7 separate regions of the Mus musculus genome follow, and all the other regions are linked to region 1. Evidence: chromatin contacts called from public ChIA-PET, Hi-C and HiChIP or PLAC-seq data. All regions are on one chromosome and are shown on one strand. The core of a region is the stretch at or near the end of the contact, and the rest is flanking DNA. Distances in the headings are between cores, read along the strand shown.

Evidence for each region. Hi-C and Micro-C count contacts between places; a contact is called where the count stands out from the background. ChIA-PET counts read pairs in DNA pulled down with a chosen protein or histone mark. HiChIP or PLAC-seq counts read pairs in DNA pulled down with a chosen protein or histone mark.
Region 2: a contact with region 1 is called in an H3K4me3 HiChIP or PLAC-seq map of the SCID.adh cell line, with 8 read pairs. The contact joins the enhancer-like site here to the promoter of Hsdl2 in region 1. A contact is called at or near these places in 14 of 39 promoter capture datasets (the 3T3-L1 cell line, the C10 cell line, the HPC-7 cell line and 9 more), 3 of 484 Hi-C or Micro-C datasets (bone marrow-derived macrophages, cortical neurons and embryonic stem cells), 20 of 115 datasets of contacts at active chromatin or transcription factors (the 230-238 cell line, the SCID.adh cell line, T-cell acute lymphoblastic leukemia and 14 more) and 3 of 9 other capture datasets (adipose tissue, liver and macrophages).
Region 3: a Hi-C map of the G1E-ER4 cell line shows a contact between it and region 1, with 4 times the contacts expected there. The contact joins the enhancer-like site here to the promoter of Hsdl2 in region 1. A contact is called at or near these places in 21 of 39 promoter capture datasets (the 3T3-L1 cell line, 3T3-L1-derived adipocytes, the C10 cell line and 14 more), 1 of 15 datasets of contacts at CTCF or cohesin (the NIH/3T3 cell line), 72 of 484 Hi-C or Micro-C datasets (the AtT-20 cell line, B cells, the C2C12 cell line and 51 more), 33 of 115 datasets of contacts at active chromatin or transcription factors (the 230-238 cell line, PVALB interneurons, the SCID.adh cell line and 25 more) and 4 of 9 other capture datasets (adipose tissue, liver, macrophages and 1 more).
Region 4: an H3K27ac HiChIP or PLAC-seq map of double positive thymocytes shows a contact between it and region 1, with 6 read pairs. The contact joins the enhancer-like site here to the promoter of Hsdl2 in region 1. A contact is called at or near these places in 11 of 39 promoter capture datasets (the C10 cell line, the HPC-7 cell line, HPC-7-derived erythroid cells and 8 more), 1 of 15 datasets of contacts at CTCF or cohesin (the NIH/3T3 cell line), 11 of 115 datasets of contacts at active chromatin or transcription factors (the 230-238 cell line, bone marrow-derived macrophages, double positive thymocytes and 6 more) and 1 of 9 other capture datasets (macrophages).
Region 5: an RNA polymerase II ChIA-PET map of memory CD8 T cells shows a contact between it and region 1, with 97 read pairs. The contact joins the enhancer-like site here to the promoter of Hsdl2 in region 1. A contact is called at or near these places in 6 of 39 promoter capture datasets (HPC-7-derived erythroid cells, fetal liver, hippocampal neurons and 3 more), 9 of 484 Hi-C or Micro-C datasets (B cells, the Ba/F3 cell line, the G1E-ER4 cell line and 5 more), 16 of 115 datasets of contacts at active chromatin or transcription factors (the 230-238 cell line, acute myeloid leukemia, bone marrow-derived macrophages and 10 more) and 3 of 9 other capture datasets (adipose tissue, liver and macrophages).
Region 6: a contact with region 1 is called in a BATF HiChIP or PLAC-seq map of CD8 T cells, with 7 read pairs. The contact joins the enhancer-like site here to the promoter of Hsdl2 in region 1. A contact is called at or near these places in 3 of 39 promoter capture datasets (the HPC-7 cell line, HPC-7-derived erythroid cells and trophoblast stem cells), 1 of 15 datasets of contacts at CTCF or cohesin (the NIH/3T3 cell line), 8 of 115 datasets of contacts at active chromatin or transcription factors (the 230-238 cell line, CD8 T cells, bone marrow-derived macrophages and 4 more) and 2 of 9 other capture datasets (liver and macrophages).
Region 7: a contact with region 1 is called in an H3K4me3 HiChIP or PLAC-seq map of bone marrow-derived macrophages, with 4 times the contacts expected there. The contact joins the enhancer-like site here to the promoter of Hsdl2 in region 1. A contact is called at or near these places in 10 of 39 promoter capture datasets (the 3T3-L1 cell line, 3T3-L1-derived adipocytes, the C10 cell line and 5 more), 2 of 15 datasets of contacts at CTCF or cohesin (both in the NIH/3T3 cell line), 8 of 484 Hi-C or Micro-C datasets (B cells, the G1E-ER4 cell line, the N1E-115 cell line and 5 more), 14 of 115 datasets of contacts at active chromatin or transcription factors (the 230-238 cell line, the SCID.adh cell line, acute myeloid leukemia and 11 more) and 2 of 9 other capture datasets (adipose tissue and macrophages).

The regions. Positions count from the first base shown.
Region 1 is chr4:59,580,096-59,583,005 of GRCm38.p6, reverse strand. It overlaps Hsdl2 (hydroxysteroid dehydrogenase like 2), which reads right to left and starts at 1,443. Exons shown (of 11, transcript NM_024255.3): 1 at 1,231-1,443. The coding sequence starts at 1,247.
Region 2 is chr4:59,068,286-59,071,195 of GRCm38.p6, reverse strand. Shoc1 (shortage in chiasmata 1) reads left to right here. Exons shown (of 28, transcript NM_001370843.1): 16 at 1,879-1,983. Among named protein-coding and RNA genes, the nearest start is that of Gng10, 35 kb to the right of the region's middle. Within about 2 kb of position 1,390, at least 1 of the 459 cell types and tissues checked has an H3K27ac peak or open chromatin away from gene starts, as enhancers often do. A contact at or near this core is called in the SCID.adh cell line, where this site is marked.
Region 3 is chr4:59,095,105-59,098,014 of GRCm38.p6, reverse strand. The region is part of intron 5 of Shoc1 (shortage in chiasmata 1); the gene reads left to right. Among named protein-coding and RNA genes, the nearest start is that of Gm35527, 21 kb to the left of the region's middle. Within about 2 kb of position 1,439, at least 8 of the 459 cell types and tissues checked have an H3K27ac peak or open chromatin away from gene starts, as enhancers often do. A contact at or near this core is called in CD8 T cells, the G1E-ER4 cell line, the HPC-7 cell line and 2 more, where this site is marked.
Region 4 is chr4:59,166,079-59,168,988 of GRCm38.p6, reverse strand. No RefSeq gene overlaps it. Among named protein-coding and RNA genes, the nearest start is that of Ugcg, 22 kb to the left of the region's middle. Within about 2 kb of position 1,373, at least 20 of the 459 cell types and tissues checked have an H3K27ac peak or open chromatin away from gene starts, as enhancers often do. A contact at or near this core is called in double positive thymocytes and memory CD8 T cells, where this site is marked.
Region 5 is chr4:59,253,169-59,256,078 of GRCm38.p6, reverse strand. No RefSeq gene overlaps it. Among named protein-coding and RNA genes, the nearest start is that of Gm12596, 5.4 kb to the left of the region's middle. Within about 2 kb of position 1,453, at least 110 of the 459 cell types and tissues checked have an H3K27ac peak or open chromatin away from gene starts, as enhancers often do. A contact at or near this core is called in the 230-238 cell line, B cells, Th2 cells and 13 more, where this site is marked.
Region 6 is chr4:59,285,660-59,288,569 of GRCm38.p6, reverse strand. No RefSeq gene overlaps it. Among named protein-coding and RNA genes, the nearest start is that of Gm35578, 5.4 kb to the right of the region's middle. Within about 2 kb of position 1,414, at least 27 of the 459 cell types and tissues checked have an H3K27ac peak or open chromatin away from gene starts, as enhancers often do. A contact at or near this core is called in CD8 T cells and memory CD8 T cells, where this site is marked.
Region 7 is chr4:59,870,109-59,873,018 of GRCm38.p6, reverse strand. The region is part of intron 3 of Snx30 (sorting nexin family member 30); the gene reads right to left. Among named protein-coding and RNA genes, the nearest start is that of Slc46a2, 43 kb to the left of the region's middle. Within about 2 kb of position 1,463, at least 62 of the 459 cell types and tissues checked have an H3K27ac peak or open chromatin away from gene starts, as enhancers often do. A contact at or near this core is called in 3T3-L1-derived adipocytes, the SCID.adh cell line, adipose tissue and 5 more, where this site is marked.

The DNA.
Region 1 (2,910 bases), core at 194-2,693:
TAAAGAGGACAAGGACAGGCTCATGCCTTTAATCTCAACTCTGGGGAGGCAGAGGCAGGAGGAACTCCCTGAGTTCAAGACCAGCCTGGTCTACAGAGAGAGTTCCAGGATAGCTAGGGCACAGACAAACCTTGTCTCAAAACAACAACAACAAACAAAACAAGAGGACAAAGACAAGCTGTGTGTACTGGAAACCTAAGTATGTGCCAAGACATGTCAGGTAAAAACAGCAAGCCCAAAATGGAGTTTGCTACTATTTTCTAAAAAGAAGGTATCCCTGTAAGGTATACAAAATATGTTGATAAGTACAAAAAATACAAACAGAAAGAAACTGGAGTTTTAAAGAGACTTATACCCTTTTGAACTATTTAAGTCTTTTAGCTGTCTATATGTGTCAAACTAATTACAGAATGGGCTTAACTTGTCACTCTGCTTAAGATAAACTTTATAGAACATAGTGGACCTACCTGAGTTCAGCAGGAACCAAGGGCAAGAAGAATCGGGAAGAACATTGTTTAATGGGTATTTGTTTTGATTTTGTAAAGTCCTGGTGACTGGCTGCACAATTGTGTCTCTATATAAGTGGGCTTGGGGGAGGGGGTGTAGACAAGGTTCTAACTCTGTAGCGTTTGCTGACAGAGTGAGCCTAGCACACTCACTATGTAGACCAGAACAGCCTCGAATCAATAGATCTTCTGACCCTGCTTCTGAGTGCTGGCATTAAAAGCAGGCGCCACCGCACCTGGCTAGGCTGGGATAAATATACTTCATTTTTAAGTAAAATAAATAAATAAACCCCTTACCAGAAATGTTCGTATTGTAACATTTTAACTCGCTACTAACTTGAAAACCATTTTCAAAACACCATTCTTCTATTATTCTACAATCAAGCATACAAACAGAAAATCTGAAGTCACTGTCTCAAGCGACCTTTCGCCTAGAAGATGAAAGCAACATTGTCACCAGGCCAAGCTAAAGGCGAGATGGGGCTACAACGGGTCGTCGGGGACACCTACGCTCGCGACCTTTCCCCGTGGAGTATCTGACACCACTGCCCCTTGCAGTGTACAACTTTTGAGTCTCAGTAGTACAGAACTTTGGGTTCTCGTGCATGCGCAGGTCCCAGCGACTCTATCTTTCCGCGAACCGGTGTTCCAGAGCGCGCGGCTCTGGGTTGCGCCGGCGACCTGCCGACTGGCCCCTGACCCCATCCCACCCCCGTCCTCTTACCCAGTGTTGGGCAGCATGACCTTCGCAGTTCAGAGAACTTGGTGGCAGTGGAACAGCAGCGAGCTGTGAGTGACAGGCGAACTTTCTCTCCGCATTTAGCCGCGCCCCGGGCCCCGCCCCGAGACCCGCTCGGGGACCGGCCCTCCTACAAGACCGAGATCCTACAAGACCGAGAGCTTACAAGACGGTGTGCGCCTGCGCACACCGGGCACTGGGCGGTTCTTCCCGCAGTTCTACAAACGACACCCAGGAAACCAACGCTCTGCGCAGGCGCTTTGGAGTACACCTCCGCCCCGCCCCTTTCCCGAGTCTGTAGGTGACAATCAGTTTCTCCTGTGGGCCACTGGCGTGTCTAGAGCATCATTACTACGTAGGCTTTTCCTCCTCAGCCTAGGTTCGGCGCATCGACGGCTCCCAGCCAGCCAGATGGCGGATTGAGGGGCGCTCCGGGGACTGACTTGAGGGTGCTGGGCGTCGTTTTCCCCTGTCTGTCCCCGAGCCAAGGCGCTCTCTCCGAAGAACACTTGTAGACATCTGAAAAATGCTTTTTGCAGAAGCCGGTCACTCTCATTTTCGCTGCCACTGAATCTAAATTTAGCCTGACCTCCAGTGTCTGGAGACAGGAGTTTCTGGAAGAGATCTTTGCAAAGGTCTCCCGCAAGCGTTCATCGTATGATCCGGGCCACAGAAATCAAGGTTGGAGAAGGAATCCTCAGTCCTGGAATGAATGCCGGAATGAGGTCGAGTCTGGGATTCAGTTTCGTTCTTGGAGTTATACCTAACTGAGCTACCCAGGAAATGAAATTGTTTTGTATTTTGTAGCGGGAGAAAAAGATGCTAACGAGGTTGTTATCTAAAGCTTAGTTCAGAAAACAACTTAAGACAGGTAGGTATATACTCTCCTAATTGTCAAACTTGCTGGATCTTTTGGAAGAGCAGCCAGTGCTCAGACAAGAGAAACCTGCACATCAAATCCTACACTCTCCTGACCCTGCGCAGCTAGAGCAGTTATTACTCCCTCCCTCTCCCTGACGATACCCCCACCCCCGCGGGGGGTGGGGAAAGGCAAATGCCAGCCTTGAGAACAAAAGAAAAGCAGCATACCCTAGCCTCCACGTCACTTAAACTCGACCCCTTTTGATTAACAACCAACATTTCTCACAGTGCAGATGGCTCCTTGCTGTTGAAGGAAACCGAAGCCAATACCCTTGAAATGATAATAGCCCACTCTTAGACTATGAAAAAGAGACAAACGTTCCCAGACAGCTGTGGCCGGTTGTAAACATATCAGAAGCGGTTCTGATAGCACAAGTTACTCTTCCCAGGTCAGAAAGGTACCTTTTCAGCTACACGGTTCTGCCCTGCTGTCTGAACAAATGTTATCAGGTTTAAAGGACAGCATTCCTTTACCCTCTCCTATATTGCCAACACAAAAACCCGCTTGCGGGTTTTTTTCTTTATAAACCCCCTTTACTTAGGCCTGGGGGTTCACTCTTTCCTGTTCTGTCAGGAAGGTTGGTGGCCCAAGCTCGAGCTTAAATAAAGACCCTCATGCGATTACAGTGGGGTATGATTCCTGGTCCTCTCCTTGGGATTTTTACAATCTGGGCACAACACTCTTAACCAGGGAACCATCTCTCTAGCCCTAATTAAATATTCAAATAAAAACGTATTATTAAA
Region 2 (2,910 bases), core at 141-2,640, 510 kb after region 1:
TATCACCAAACACAAAAAAGATACAGGAACTGCAAGCCGGGTGTGGTGGCGCACGCCTTTAATCCCAGCACTCAGGGAGGCAGAGGCAGGCGGATTTCTGAGTTCGAGGCCAGCCTGGTCTACAAAGTGAGTTCCAGGACAGCCAGAGCTATACAGAGAAACCCTGTCTCGAAAAACCAAAACAAACAAACAAAAAAAAAAGATACAGGAACTGCAACCCATAGTGAGAATAATCTACTGAAACAAACCTAAGTCAAAGGTGCAGGAATTATCAGAAGTTGCTAGGCTTGTTAAAACGTTTTCTGCATAAGCAGAGGGGTTTCAGGCACCTTAACAGAGAGTCCTATCCAGGAATTACTGCTGCCATTGCTGACCTCTAACATTGTGGTTCTGGGGAAGGAAAGAACAGAAAAAAGGTTTTAAAACCAGACAGTGGCTTTCTACGCTTTCTTACCCATATGAGCCCTTTCCCTACTGCTCAGACCATGGATTGAGGCCTTCTCTTAGAGTTATTTCTGTCCTTGTTGTGGCATGCCCTTTGGGGTTTGTAGTCACCTACAGCATAGGCCAGGACATACTAATAGAAAAGAATAGGGTACTTACCATTTGTCGAATGACATTTTGAAATCTTACCCCCTTGGCCAGTCTGCCTGCTGCTACCCTTCACTTTAAGTTCTAGGTAGTGGTCCATGTACTCTGCCTTGTGCTTATTGTTGAACCAGTGCAAGAGACACAGTGCACTGTGCTTATTATATGTTATCTGGACCTAGTTTATTAGTAAAGTTAATTTTCTAAATTCATTAAATTACACATATAGTAACAAATTTACATATTCTTTAAAAGATAATATAGGTGGGCTGGAGAGATAGCTCAGTTTTTTAAAGAGTGTTTGCTTTTCTTACCAAGGACCTAGATTTAGTTATCGCATGATGGTTCATAGTGCCTGTAACTTTAGTTTCTAGGTGATCTTTAACCTTCTTTTGGCCTCTTCCTGCACATGGTATACATGAACTTATACAGACACATTCACACACTTAAATAAAAGATAAATAAATCTTTGCTGGACATGATGGTTCATGCTTTGAATCATATAACTCAGGAATTTGAGGCCATCCAGAGCCACATAGTGAGACACTGCAACAAAACAACAGCAAGAAAAATAAAATAAAATAAAATAAAATAAAATAAAATAAAATAAAATAAAGTAAAATAGTACCAGCAAGATGGCTTTGCAGATAAAGGCACTTGCTACCAAGGCTGATGACCTGAGTTGATTCCTAGAACCCACATGGAGGAAGGGGACAGAATCTTGCAGGTTGTCTCCTGACCTTACACATATGGGTGGCACATGCATGCCCCCCACGCCTCACCTCATGCTTTCACATGCAGAGGAATCCAAGCATTCATCTCCAGGAAGTGTGTAGCACACGTCCAGGAGGCAATTGGCTCCTGCCTTTCGAGTTTATCTTTGAGCTAACACTTTCAGATGTTTATCTGCATTTCAAAGTATTCCTTCATTCACAAGTCTCTAACAGACAAGTTACGAAGTTAATTTTCTTCTTAGTTAGAGTGGCTTCTTTTTTTTTCCCAAAAAGAATAAACATAATGTCTTTACCACTAGGGGATGCACCCTGCAGTTCCTTGGCAGCGTTTAGGGCTATCTTGAGCATCACTTATCCTCACTGAGCCTGACCCCTCATCTGTAAATGAGGATTACAGTCATCCTGAGAGGATTATAGAGTCCATGAGCTAACCTGCTTATACACAGCCTAGCAATCGTAAGCACTTGCTAACAGACATTAGCTGTCACTGTTAATCAGATCTGATACATATTCTAAAACTCTAATGTATTTATTAACTATCTTTTTGTTTATATAGATAAAAATGATGACAGAAAGATGACATTCAGGCATGCTGCTCTCTTACATCTCCTGATAACAATTAGAGACGTCCTTTTAACATGCAACTTGGATACTGCATTAGGTTGGTGGAGAAATTTTTATTTCTTGTTTTCTTCTTGTTGAATATTTCATCTGAAATAACTTAATGTTCTGAAAAAGGTATCACTTCTTGAAAAATAATGTAGCCTTCTCTCCTATTACACTGATCAATATACATTTTGTCATAGCTATTAATGGAATATATACATAAATAGTGTATATGATACATATTTCAGCACTAGGGATCAAATTCAAGACCTCTTAATATTTTACTATCAAATAAGCAGTCTATCACTGAGCCGCATTCAGCACAGAATGGAGCTACATATATTCTGATTATGCTGTTTGTTCCAGGTCTGAATTGCTGAGTTCTGATGCCCTTATACAGATTTAAATGTATAATCATTATTATGCACTGGTTTTTAATGTGAGATTTGACATTTTGCCATATACATTTTAGACCCTTAGTGCATGTTTGGAACTCTGCCTTAAAAAGTAAGAACTAGCTATTGTTACACAAAATAGTTTAGCATTTACTGCACAGGGATAGGGAGCCATTGAGAAGATGAGACTTGCTTTTAAAGTTAATTCTGGGGCTGGAGAGATGGCTCAGTGCTTAAGAGTAGATATGCTCTTGCAGTGGGCCCCAGCTCAGTTCCCAGCACCCAGGCTGAGCTGCTGCTCCATGGGATTGTTGCCTCTGACCTCCACAGCACCTGCACTCACGGGACGTTACCCCCAACACACACACACACACACACACACAGATAAGTAAAAATACAATAATTTTTTGGGGGTGGGGTCAGAGTTTCTCTGTGTACCCCTGGCCATCCTGGAACTCACTGTGTAGACCAGGCTGGCCTTAAACATAGAGTTCTGCCTACCTCTGCAGTGATAGGATTAAAGGTGTGTGCTCCCCTGCCTGGCCTACAATAAATCTTTTTTTAAAAGTTAAAAGTCCAACAACAGT
Region 3 (2,910 bases), core at 190-2,689, 480 kb after region 1:
ATCTTGATCCGAAAGCAGCAGCAAGAAGCTGTCTTCTGCAGGCATCCAGTAGGAGGGTCTCTTCTACACTGGGCAGAGCATTTCTAGTTATTTCACTGAGGTTAATCTTGGAGATATAAATATTTCACTGATTTTGTTCTTAGCTTTAGCACTGCTGGCATAGTGTAAAAATAACTTATTCGTGCCAGCCTTGTTGTCACTGGGTACACATAAACCAGTGTGATGAGGAAAATGTATGTTTTACATCCTTAAAAGCTATTAGTGTGTATTGGCTATTTATATATTTTCTTTTGTAAAGTGATTTTATTTTCTACTGGCATCTAAAAATATGTAAACACACCAATAATTCCAAATGCATTTAACTTTATTCTGATTAGTTCTGCTGATGTTTTCCTTTATTGATTCTAGCACTGAATTTGTGCTTAGAAAAATGTTCTTTTTTTTTTTTATGGTTTCTTTTGTTTTTAATTACAAAATGTTCTTTTATTATATAACTTTTCCATTGTTTAAGGATTTGTTTGTTTTGAGACAGGGTCTCTCTATGTAGCCATTACTGATCTAGAACTCACTTTGTAGAGCAGGCTGACTTTAAACTCACAGAAATCTACCTGACTCCTGGGTATTGGGATTTTTAAGTGTGTGCCATGGCACCCTACTAATTTTTAAATATATTATGTAATTGTATTTCAGGTTTTTTTATGTTTAGGACTAGGGACATTTTTTAATGTTTAAGCACTTTGGTATTTGTTCCAGTATCATTTAGCTAAGAGTCCTTCCCACTATTAGAGATGATGCTTCTATTAAATGCTAAGTTCTGACCCACTCCAGTTGAATTCTGGGTTGTCTACGGTTTTGTCTATTGTGTTAATGTCACCTAATCAGCTCTTATATACCTGTGACATATGCCATCTGTCTCTTGGTTTTTCCCCTGACTTCTTCGTGTATTTGTCGAGATTTAGTTTGTAGTCATTTTCCCCAAAAGTTCTAAATAACAACTGTTCGGAAATCAGTGTTAGATCCTTGAAAAATGTTCTGGTTAGTTTTCCTGGCTAGGGGACGAGGAATGTCTTGCCTTTTATTTAATATTTAATATGGGTTGTTGTTGTTGTTTAAGATACTCACCGGTTTCCACTAAGAAATGATTACTGTTGTATACACACATGTTAAGGAACTCACCCTGTTTTTGTCTGCTTAACTTGGGTTTCTTAGGTGGGCAGGAGTGACTCTAGTAAAGTTTCCTGTTACCAAGCCTCTTTTTTCTGCTTCTTTCATAACTAGCCACCTTGCATTTCCTGCTTATCATTTGTCTACAATAGAGTAATACACTGTGAGCACACATGCTTGCTGTAGAGTAAGAACTCCATGTGATACACTACCACTGTACTTGTGTAAGGAAGCCACCATTCCCATGAAAACAGCCTTTGTCTAACAGCATTGGTTGTGGAGATTTGCTGACCTCTAGTGGCTGCATCAAAAATGGTGGTTTAATTGAAGGGACTGAAAGGGTATAGGGATGCCAAGTGACATAAAATGTCCCCTTGCAGCACATATATCTAAATGTGGCTTTATTTGGGGTGACAAGCTCAGAGCTTGTGAGTAACAAGGAAATGGAATATAAACCAATGCCGTTTCACTCTTTTTTAATATTTAAATATTTTTATTACGTATTTTCCTCAATTATATTTCCAATGCTACCCCAAAAGTCCCCCATACCCTCCCCCCCCCACTCCCCTACCCACCCATTCCCACTTTTTGGCCCCAGGGGGAAAATTCCTGAATAGAACAGCAATGGCTTGTGCTGTAAGATCAAGAATTGACAAATGGGACCTCATGAAACTGCAAAGCTTCTGTAAGGCAAAAGACACCGTCAATAAGACAAAAAGGCCACCAACAGATTGGGAAAGGATCTTTACCTATCCTAAATCAGATAGGGGACTAATATCCAATATATATAAAGAACTCAAGAAGGTGGACTCCAGAAAATCAAATAACCCCATTAAAAAATGGGGCTCAGAGCTAAACAAAGAATTCTCACCTGAGGAATACCGAATGGCTGAGAAGCACCTGAAAAAATGCTCAGCATCCTTAATCATCAGAGAAATGCAAATCAAAACAACCCTGAGATTCCATCTCACACCAGTCAGAATGGCTAAGATCAAAAATTCAGGTGACAGCAGATGCTGGCGAGGATGTGGAGAAAGAGGAACACTCCTCCATTGTTGGTGGGATTGCAGGCTTGTACAACCACTCTGGAAATCATTCTGGCCGTTCCTCAAAAAATTGGACATAGTACTCCCGGAGGATCCCGCAATACCTCTTCTGGGTATATATCCAGAAGACGTTCCAACTGGTAAGAAGGACACATGCTCCACTATGTTCAGAGCAGCCTTATTTATAATAGCCAGAAGCTGGAAAGAACCCAGATGCCCTCAACAGAGGAATGGATACAAAAAATGTGGTACATTTACGCAATGGAGTACTACTCAGCTATTAAAAGGAATGAATTTATGAAATTCCTAGGCAAATGGTTGGACCTGGAGGGCATCATCCTGAGTGAGGTAACACAATCACAAAAGAACTCAAATGATATGTACTCACTGATAAGTGGATATTAGCCTAGAAACTTAGTATACCCGAGATATAAGATACAATTTGTCGTTTCACTCTTAACATGACTTCGTTGGTTTTGCAGAATGGGTGGATGGCACCAATAAACCACCCTTAATTTTCTCAAATAAGCCCTGAGATTGACAGGAACTGAAATGACTTGATGGTCACCTAAGAGGCTGGTTTATTTCAAAAGTTCTTTGACACATGTATTTGGCACAGGCAAGGGATGCTTCCAGCTGCTTGTCTTCTGTCAGATATTGATGAGGCACATGCATATCACTCAGGCCATGAGAGACATCA
Region 4 (2,910 bases), core at 124-2,623, 410 kb after region 1:
ACCACAGAACATTTGTAACATATGTTCTAAAACTGTGAAGGTTTGTATATGCTTGGCCCAGGGAGTGGCACTACTATACGAGGTGTAACCTTTTAAATAAGTTTAGCAAGCTGAGAAAGGAAAAATATAAAATATATGGTTCGAGTATTAAAGGAGCACCAGGAAGTGAAATGGAGCTGGCTCTTGTGTTTAAAGATATTAAGTTGAATTAAGGAGTTGTAGTGACCTTGGGGCAAGATCCCACCCAGCTAAATTTAGTTCCAGGCATGGTAGAACAAGCCTTTAATCCCAGGATGTAAAGACAAGCAGATCTCTGAGTTCAAGGCCAGCAGAGAACAGAGTAAATTCTCCTTAAAGAAAAATTTAAATATAGGCTTGGTGGACCACACCTTTAATCCCAGTGTTTAGTGCAGATCTCTGAGCTCAAATTCAGTTTATGGAACAAGTTCCAGGATAGCCAAGCTTAGGCAGTGAAGGAGTTGGAAAACAGAAAGCTGGTGATAATGTAATAGAACAAGGGGCCCAAGTTCCAGCCTCAGCAGAACTCAGCAGCTTTGGTCATTTGGCTCTGACTTTATAGTCAAGAGGAAAAGGAGACTACTGGGAAAATTGATGCTAGTTAGCTGGAGCTCAGAAATTAGGGGTGATTAAGAAAAGACCAGCATCATGGAGGTAAAATCTTCTGGGAAGTGTTTTCTGAGAGCACAAAGCAGCTAGCTTGTGTTCTAGAGATAGCCAAGGTTGTACCTCATGCTGCAGCAGGACTTGGTAATGTGTGAGAGTCACCCAGGTGGTACTGGCTTTGAAGACATGAAGGGATTATGAAGAGCAGCTGAGGCTCGGCACTGTGAGAGGCCATGGAAGCCTCAGTTGTTGTTGATGGCCCAGGACTGGAGGGGTCATGCAAAGGAACAGAGGCTTGGCACCATGAAGAGAGCCTATGAGAGGCTACTGTTAAGCCTAGCTGCAGCAGAAGACTCCAGTGCATTGTAGATGCCAGTACCATGGGATGATCACCAAGAACAGCAGCAGCAGTGGAGTGGATCAACCTGAGCTTAGAGTACTATAGAAGACAAAGGTAGGGAAGTGATGACAACCCTTTGAAGGAGCCCAGAAGATCATGTGTGGATCCCGGTCATTGAAACAAGAAGCTATAACATTGAAGGTACCTTGGAGACCCCAAGATGTTGGAGATGCCAGAACCATGGGCCATCTGCTGAGAAAAGCTGCTATAAGGGAGTGGAACCAGCCCAGCAGAAAGAAGTTTGTTGCAGTCAACAAAGACGAAAAGGAGTTGGAGATCTGAGGACTACTTTGAGATCAGATGCAGAGTTTGAACTTTGTCTAGCTGGTTTCCTGTCTTGCTTTGGGGATGACAGTTAAGTGCTTAGATGAATCTCAGAAGAGATCTTGAACTTTGGGCTTTTAATATTGTTGAGACTGCAGTAGACTATCGGGACTTTGGAAATTGACTAAATGTATTTTGCATTATGGTATGTTTAGGTATGGCCCCCATAGACTCATGTGTTTGGACAAGCCTATGGGGACCAGGGAGTGGGGCATGATGGTTTGTATATGCTTGGCCCTGGGGTGTGACCTTGTTGGAGTAGGTGTGTCACTGTGGGCATGTGCTTAAGAAGCTTACCCTAGCTTCCAGGAAGTCAGTATTCTGCTAGCAGCCTTCAGATGTAGATGTAGAACTCTTAGCTCCTCCTGCACCATGCCTGCCTGGATGCTGCCATGTGTACTCCTTGATTATAATGGACTGAACCTCTGAACCAGCCCCAATTAAATGTCCTTTATAAGACTTGCATTGGTCATGGTGTCTGTTCACAGCAGTAAAATCCTAACTAAGATAAAAAAAACATTATCTAATCTTTTTTTCATCATGTGAGGGATGGGGTTGCCATTCCACAGGCACATCTCTGACCCATAATTGTTTCTGTCTGAAAGAATTACAAGGGGTTGAAATGGAAAGGAGCCTGAGGAAAAGAAGGTCCAGCAACAGGCCCAAACTGAGAGCCAGCTCAAGGGGAGGTCCCAAGGCCTGACACTATTACTGAGGCTACAGAGTGCTCACAAAACGGGATCTATCATGACTGTCCTCCGAAACACCCAACAAGCAGATGAAAGAGTCAGATAAAAATATTTGCACCCAACCAATGGACAGAAACAGCTGACCCCAGTGGTTGAATTAGGGAAGGCTGAAAGAAGCTGTGAAGAAGGGAGATCCTGTAGGAGGACCAACAGGCTCAATTAATCTGGACCCCCGAGATCTCTCAAACACTGGACCACCAAACAGACAGCATACACCAGCTGATATGAGGCCCCCAACACATATACAGTAGAGGACTGCAGAGTCTGTGTTCATTCAGAGATGATGCACCTAACCCTCAAGAGATTGGAGGCCCCAGGGAGTTTAGAGGTCAGGTTTGGTGGGAGTGTGGGGGTATCCACGTGGAGACAGTGGGGTGGGAAGGAGGTATGGGATGTGGAGCAGTTGGAGGATAGATGGGGGCAGGGAATGGAATATGGAGTAAAAGAAAGAAAGGGAGGAAGGAAGGAAGGAAGAAAGGGAGGGAGGGAGGGAGGAAGGAAGGAAGGAAGGAAGAAAGAAAGAAAGAAAGAAAGAAAGAAAGAAAGGAAGGAAGGAAGGTTGGTTGGTTAGAAAGAAAGTAACCCATTTTATTTATTTATTTATTTATTTATTTATTTATTTATTTATTTATTGGTTTTTCGAGACAGGGTTTCTCTGTATAGCTCTGGCTGTCCTGGAACTCACTCTGTAGACCAGGCTGGCCTCAAACTCAGAAATCCGCTTGCCTCTGCCTCCCGAGTGCTGGGATTAAAGGAGTGAGGCACCACACCCAGCAAGTAAGCCATTTTAAAAAAAGATTTATTTTATTTATA
Region 5 (2,910 bases), core at 204-2,703, 330 kb after region 1:
ACACCCTGTTGTCCAAAGCACAATGGAATGACCCACACTTTCCATTCCACCGAGACAGAGAAAAAGATTGCTCAAAAAGTGTGTGTGGGGGGGGGGGGCGGGGAGAGCCTTGGAGGTAGTGCTAAAAAGCTCTTCCAGGAAAAGCCCAGAGGCAGGATCCATTAACTAGAAATGCCTATTCTTGTCCCATTTAAAAACCATATATCTGGAATATTATTCAGTGATAGAAAGAAACAAAATACTGTACATGGTTCTGCCTGGATGAACCTCAACAACATTATAGACAAAAGAATCTGGACCCAAAATCCTCACATGTTTAATGGTTCCACTGGTAAAATATACCCAGAACAAGTCAATGTACAGAGACAGAAAGTAGATTTGTGATTGTCTAGAGTTGAAAGGAGAAATAGGAACTAACTATAAATGAGTGTGAACGATCTTATTGGGAATATAAAAATGTTTTCTCTAACTTAAACATTGTTCTAGAGTATATGACTGCTGTGATTACATCACTTCCACTCTTACCCCTCCTCCATGCAACTCCTCCATGGCCATGAGCCCCCTCTCAAAAGCATAACCAATCTTTTAAAAATAGATTTATTTATTTATTTATTTATTTATTTATTTATTTATTTATTTATACATATGAGTGCTCTATATGCATGTATGCCTGCATGACAGAAGGCATCAGATCCCATTACAGATGGTTGTAAGCCACCATGTAGTCACTGGGAATTGAACTCAGGACTTCTGGAAAGAACAGCCAGTGCTCTTAACCGCTGAGCCATCTCTCCAGCCCATAATCTTCTACAACAATTACTGTCACATATATAACCTCCTGAGTCTAATTAGTGTTGTTCATAGGCACTGTGATTGGGGTTGACCACTGGACAACATATCAGAGTCTCATCCCTGGAGAAAAACAGATTCTACCATCTCAGCAGCCACTGATAACTGTAGCTCTTCATCTAGGGGAAGGGCCTTGTAAAAGTCCAAGCCTCCCCACTCCCATCTACATTGGCATGTCAACCAATGGGCATTGTGGTTATGCACGTCTTGTGTAGGTAGCCATATTGTTGAGATTTTATCAATGCAGCTTTTTGTCATCTCAGGAAGACGATATCTAGTAGTAGTAAGCTTGCTGGGCCTCTGGCTCATACAGTCTCAGATGGAGATACTTTTAAAGTAGGTTGTGGTGTTGTATGTACAATTGTGTAAAACCACTCAATTGAGAACTAAGATAAGTGAAACTTATGGTATTAAAACATTCTTACACACACACACACACACACACGAGACTTTGAGACTTTAGGGAAGCCACCATTTAGCATCTTTTATGCCAATGAGAAAAGTTAGACTCCAAAACTACTGCCTCCTCTTGAAGCCTGATTGGACACTGGGACAATTCACAGGCTGAGTCACACTCAGGGTTTGGGGGAGAAGCGATGACAGAGTCACGTGAGTTTTGCTTTCGTTCTACATGGCTATTCTATGATGATCACGAGGAGGAAGGAAGCAGACCTAAAGTTAGCAAAACCAAAACAGAGAATGCTTTTCTGGAAAAAGCAAGGTTAGAACAGAAACATAAATAGTGAGAGAGAGAGTCGACCCTGCAGAGACCTGGGAGGAGTATTTAAGCAAGTCCAAATCTCTAAAATGAGAATGAGATAGGGCATGAGACCATGTGAGGGATGGAGTTTTCTCAACGTGGATGTTGGTATTTTACTCGGGGTGGAACTTTCCACCTCCAACCTGGAGCCTTTAGAAGTCTTTTAAAAGCCACGATCACTGAGGCTTTAGTGCACTCAATTCTTCTCTCCTAGTTTTGAGAAACAGGACACCTAACAGCCATTATGCAAGTATGTAAGCCCCCAGAGCCTTCTGGGATATCTTTCCTCCTTCCCTCCCTCTTCTCCTCTCCTTCCTTCCTTCCTCTTTTCTTTTTTTCCTACTCTCATTTGATAGATGCATTTTTAATATTATTTATTTATTTATTTATATTCTTTTTTGTTTTGTTTTTGTTTTTGTTTTTCGAGACAAGGTTTCTCTGTGTAGCCCTGACTGTCCTGGAACTCACTCTGTAGACCAGGCTGGCCTGGAACTCAGAAATCCGCCTGCCTCTGCCTCCTGAGTGCTGGGATTAAAGGCGTGCGCCACCACTGCCTGGCCATAATTTATTTTTCCTAATTTTATGTGCTTTGGTGTTTTGGCTTCATGTATGTCTGTGTGAGGGTGTTGGATCCCCAAGCACTGAAGTTATAGACAGTTGTGAGATGCCATGTGGATGCTGGGAACTGAACCCGGGCCTTCTGGAAGAACAACCAATGCTCCTAACCACTGAGCCATCAATCTCCCTAATTGATGTATTTTTGAGCACTTGTGTACACGCCCCTGAACAGAGGACCTAGGACATGGCATGGTCTGGTGCTGAGCTCATGGTCCTGCTGGGCAGACACAGGGAACAACATACCTTGGCTGCTCTGATGGAAGAGTTATGAGGTGCTCTCATGAGGGAAGAAAAAAATCTAGATCTCCCCACCTTTTAGAGCAAGGGACCAAGACTCAGAGAATGGAAGTCCCAGCCTCTACTTCGCAGAATCATTTTCTTCCTTCAAGTTTTAGTCTCTAATAAAAACCTACCTATGGAGCCCAGAAGAACTTAGAGTTAACAAGCGCTGTGCTTTTATGACATGAAAGCAGAGGAGTTGTTGGGCAAGCTAAGCAGAAGCCAGTCTGACAAATCACATGACTGAAGCCAGAGTCCGGGGCAGTGCCTGCCCTTCCTACATAGCTGGCTGGGGCCAACCTGGGCTCATTCTTATCTCAGGCTGTGTAGGCTTCGAGGCAGGGAGTCCTTTATCCGTCCGCTCCCCTAGAGCAGAAATTCCCACATATTCTTATCATGTTTTC
Region 6 (2,910 bases), core at 165-2,664, 290 kb after region 1:
GATTTAGTCATTACTGAGCAAGTATGGGTCCCTGGCACCCACCTAAAATCCAGGCATGGCCATGCACAGCTGTAACCCCTGCTTCATCTGAAGAAAGAATGAGGATGTCTACTGGATAGCATCAGGATCAAATAATCAATATTCTTGCTATCTGCTGTTTCGATTGTCTCTTTCCCCTCCTCCTCCTCTTCCTTCTGTCTTCCTCCTCTTCCTCCTGTCTTCCTCCTCTTCCTCCTGTCTTCCTCCTCTTCCTCCTGTCTTCCTCCTCCTCCTTCTGCCTTCCTCTTCTTCCTTCTGTCTTCTTCCTCTTCCTCCTGTCTTCCTCCTCTTCCTCCTGTCTTCCTCCTCTTCCTCCTGTCTTCCTCCTCTTCCTCCTGTCTTCCTCCTGTCTTCCTCCTCTTCCTTCTGTCTTCCTCCTCTTCCTCCTGTCTTGCTCCTCTTCCTCCTGTCTTCCTCCTGTCTTCCTCCTCTTCCTTCTGTCTTCCTCCTCTTCCTCCTGTCTTCCTCCTGTCTTCCTCCTCTTCCTTCTGTCTTCCTCCTCTCCTTCTGTCTTCCTCCTCTTCCTTCTGTCTTCTTCCTCTTCCTCCTGTCTTCCTCCTCTTCCTCCTGTCTTCCTCCTCTTCCTTCTGTCTTCCTCTTCTTCCTTCTGTCTTCTTCCTCTTCCTCCTGTCTTCCTCCTCTTCCTTCTGTCTTCCTCCTCTTCCTCCTGTCTTCCTCCTCTTCCTCCTGTCTTCCTCCTGACTTCCTCCTGTCTTCCTCCTCTTCCTTCTGTCTTCCTCCTCTTCCTTCTGTCTTCCTCTTCTTCCTTCTGTCTTCTTCCTCTTCCTCCTGTCTTCCTCCTCTTCCTTCTGTCTTCCTCCTCTTCCTCCTGTCTTCCTCCTCTTCCTTCTGTCTCCTCTTCTTCCTCCTGTCTTCCTCCTCTTCCTTCTGTCTTCCTCCTCTTCCTCCCATCTTCCTCCACTTCCTTCTTCTACTTCGCCATTCATGAGAAGAACCAATGAACTTTTGAGATCCTTCCCACACAGCTCAACAAAATGACAGATCAGTTGGGGGGAGGGTCTCTTTCCCTAGAACTTTCTGCTCACAGTTTCTCTATGTGTTGGCCTTTAGTCAGACAGTCAGATATGTCCTAAGAAGTAACCCATCTATTACCACAGAGCAGAAATACAGTTTCCTCAGTCTGTTTCCTTTAAGGCCTTGGGCTATCTTTATATATGCAAAACATGGTCCTGAGAAAGCCCCTTATCTGCTCTCTCAAGCCCCCCACTTCCTTCTAGCCCCCCTCACTTCCTTCTCTGTGGTCCCCACCTTGCACTTCAGTTTCATGGGAATCCCCAACCTTATTCTAGGACAGATCGAAGTTACAGTGGCCAGGATCTTCAAAGGCAACTTGAACTTACCCAGGAGGCTGTGGTGGGCACCCTTGAACGAGACTGTGTCAGCTTCAGAAGGAGGTAGTGCTTGGTTTCCAACAGTGGGAGAGCCTGAGCTCTCTTCAGGTTAATTTCCCTCCAGCAACAGCCTGGACTAACTTAATCTCATGGGTTCTCTGAGTAGCTAAAGGTTTTCTGGAAAGAAGCAGGCTGTACATATTTCAGACTTCAAAGACCATGGAGGTCTATGCTGTAAGTCTTTACCTTTGTATGTTACCCTGAAGCAGCCACAGGTAAGACCTATGTGAACAGGTAAAGTCTCCATCACTCCTTTGTAGACTCTGAAATGCTTCACGTGATCGTCACAGGCCATTGGATAGGATTCTTCTAATCTGCTTTCCCAACCATTTAGTAATATAAAAATCACCTTAGTGGGGCTGGTGAGATGGCTCAGCGGGTAAGAGCACTGACTGCTCTTCCAGAGGTCCTGAGTCCAAATCCCAGCAACCACATGGTGGCTCACAACCACCCATAATGAGATCTGAAGACAGCTACGGTGTACTTACATATAATAAATAAATAAAATCTAAAAAAAAAAAAATCGCCTTAGCTTGTGAGCCACAGCAAACCCCCAGAGCTGGCACAGGTCCAGGAGCCAGAGTTCCTGGATGCTGGCACTGCACGTCACTAAGTGCTTTGGGCCCAGTCTTGTTTGCACTTTTAGTACTGCATGTGGGGACTGCAACAAATTATAACCAGTTCTCCCAGATGACGCTGGGATTCCTGTCTGGATCTTCGCTGCCTTTGGTCAGAAAGGCATGGAATTATTCTCCTTAATTTTATTTGTATGCCAGGATGGACTGACAAAGGCCTCCAATCAAAGCAGTGGGTAGGTAGAGGCAGGCGGGTTTGTGAGAGTGCTCTGTGAGTCTGAGGCCAGCCTCGTCTCTGTAGTGAGTTCCCGGTCAGTCGGTCTACGTAGGGAGACCTTGTCTCAAAAACCAGGAAAACAGAAACCTTATTTGTGATGTGACTATGTGCACTATGTGTGTCAAGTAGGACTGAGTTTTTCTCCTGGCAGCAGACTGTCCCAGTGGTGTCTGTTGGAGGGTGTTTTCCTTCCTGGAAAGTCTGTAAAGCCTTTCATTAAAGCCGTGGATTAAGTCACTAACCGTGTTACCCTCTGCGTCTGGGGTGGCTGTTATTTGCTGCTGATGGCTGGCTAATGAGCTCCACGTTGGCCTGGTTCCTTTGGTTCTGTAATACGTTCTAGCTGAGAGGAAAGCTAGCAAGAGCACACACTTACTTAGGAACTTGGAGTAGCGTTTAGCTTGGTCCCTCCCATGCCCAAGATGTCTCCACTCCTTATCAGGGGGTAAAATGAAAAATGATGAATATTCAAGTTCACTGCCAGGAGGTGAAACCAATGGAGACACAGTCCTAGTCAGGGTCCTGAAGTGGGTGTCAGTGGGCCGCAGATCTGCTGATAAAGGGCATGGTTTCAATGGCTGCCTCCCTTGTCCCCTCTCCCGTCCCC
Region 7 (2,910 bases), core at 214-2,713, 290 kb before region 1:
TCAGTTGTCAGGCAAATGCAAATTTAAAAAAAAAATCACATTATGATATCACCTCACACCCACTAGGACAGCTATAATTAAAGACAGATAATAATCATTGTTTGTGAAGATGTAGAGAAACCAGAACTCACACACCATGTGAGGGGATGTCAAAAGGCTGGCAGTACCTCGAATGATTACATGCAGAATAACATATAATTTAGTAATTATACTCCTAGGTCTGCATCCATATAAATAATACTTGGCCACAGGAAGACTTATACACAAATGTCTGTAACAGTATTATGCCTAAGAGCCAAAGGAGAAAACAAACAAAATTCCATTTGAGGGTGGGCAGACAAAATGTGGTATGCTCACACACAGACTATCACCTTACGGTAAGAAGGAAGTCCTAGCCAGTGCTCCACTGTGAGTGACCCTTGGAACATGCTGAATGTAAGAAAGAAGACGACACCTGAGAGACAGAGGTGAGGCCACCAGGCTCCAGAGAGGACAGTGACAGCGAGGACTTTGAGGTTTCCCTCTGGGGTGCTAAAAGGTCCTGACACTGATTTGTTGGTTGTTCTACAAATCTGAATACACTAAAGCTTTGAAACGTACATTTCAAATGACTGGGCTGTGCAGATGTGGCTTCCGTGGGACTTTTTAAAAAGGAGGGATCATGGGGCCAGAGAGAAGGCTCGGTGGCTAAGAGTGCATTCAGCTCTTGCTGAGGGCCCAGACTGAGTTTCCAGCACCCACATGGGGCAGCTCACAGTCACCTATGTAGAATTCTGTCCCCAAGGAATATGGCTCCCCTTTCTGACCTCCATGGGCACACACATATGTACATAAAAGTAAAAATAAGGTCTTAGACAGGTGGTGATGGCGCATGCCTTTAATCCCAGCACTCAGGAGGCAGAGGCAGGTAAATCTCTGAGTTAGAGGCCAGAGAAAGTTCAGGATGGCCAGGACTACACAGAGAAACCTTGTATCAAAATAAAACAAAACAAAACAAAACAAAACAGAACTCAGTGATGAAGAGCACTTGTGCCTTCAGAGGACATGGGTTTGATTCCAGCATCCGTGTGCTGATTCACAACCATCTGTAACTGCAGTTCCTAGAGATCTATTCTTGTGAGCTCCTTGGACACCAAGCACACATATGGTACACATGCATATATGCAGGCAAAACACGCATAAAATAAGTCTAATAAAGAATTTAAAAATAAATTCTCTGTTAAAGGAGACAACAAAACCTAAACAATAATTATGCCGCACACTTACCTAGTTCTCCATTTTTGTTAAGGTTTAGTTCAGATTTCTTTAAAAAATATATTTTTATGTGTATGGGGGTTCTACCTACATGTATGTCTATGTTTCCTATGTGTGCCCAGTGACTGTGGATACCAGAGGATGCCGGATCCCTGGAACTGGAGTTATACTCAGCTGTGAGCCACCATGCACATGTTGAGAACCTGGGTCCTCTGCAAGAAGAGCAAGTGCTCTTAACCTCTGCGCTGATGAGACAGCCGCCTCTGTTTACAGGCGACACTCAGTTCTCAGGCAGAGGTCCCTTGTCTATCTTAAAATTCTTCACCCTATCTACGTTCCTACCAAGATTAGCTACCGGGTCTAGTGAGGACGCAGCTGCTGCTTAGATACTGAGAGGTGACTTCTAACAGTTTCTGTAGGATGATGTGTTCATTCCTCATTTGACTTCTCTATTTAAACAGAAATACTTCCCTGAATTAAATCTCTCTACTTCAGCTAAGGGTCAAGGTCTTGTGAAGAAACTTAAGTCTCTGCCTGCTTCTAAAGCACTTCCCTGCCCACCACACTGCCCAGCCACTGGAGACTACAGAAGACTATCTGGATCCTCCAGAGACACATACACTGCCTCGTGGGAGCTACAGACTGGTGGCACTACATTTTACCAGCAGGTGTCACTCTCGAGCTTTTGAGTCTCAAGTGCCAAACCAGAAAGAAAAGAAACAGAACAGCCAAGAGGGGAGCAGGGCTTGGGCAACAGTTTCCCTGCAAAGAGCAAAGAGAGAACAGAAACCCCTAAGTCATGTGACCTGGATTAACAGTTTACTGCGGTGGCTTTCTACTCCTAAACACCTTACTCCATCTTCATGGTCTAACCAAGAAAACCTTGAGACAAATGTCCACTGAACCTTGCTAGCAAACCCCAAAACTGTCAAAGGTTGTCAAAGACCAGGAAAACTTGAGAAACTGTTACAAGCAAAAACTGCCAAAGGGGTTATGTATGACCGATGTCCTGGTAGGGAGCCTGGAATGAAACACATCAGGCAAAATACTCACCTCGGAATAAAGTACCGAGTAAACAAAGCTTATCAAATGATGACGCCAGCTAGCCCATTAACTGGGACAAGCATTTCACATCTGTGCAGAATGTTAGCCATGAATGCAACTGGGTACTGAGTATGGGAAACCCTGTTCTCCTATTTTTACAATAACCCGAAAACTCTTCTGAAATAAAAAGCATATGTTTAAAAAAAATTACCACTAGCTGCCAATTTGGCCAAGTAGGATTCTATTTTAAGGTCTTGTTCCGACTGCTTTAAAATGGCTGCTTCTTTTTCAGGCACGTTCTTAAGTGACTGGAGGGCAGAAAAGTAAAGAAGCAGACTCAAAAGACCAGACAGGACTTAGGGTGGCAAAAGAGAAGTCTGGGGACAGCGGATTCCTGCGGGCCCCATTGCCTCCAGCCCTGTCCTGGCCACAGGGATCACCTTACCTCAAAACCCTACAAACATCCAGTATTCACTGCACACATAGCCATGGTGGGTGACAGAGGTGAGAAGGTGAAGATACGACTGGGAACTGGGCAGCCCCTGGGGTTAGTCAATCAAGGTCTTGTCAAAGGATAAATTGGCCTTTGAATAGTCATACGCTCTAAACTTT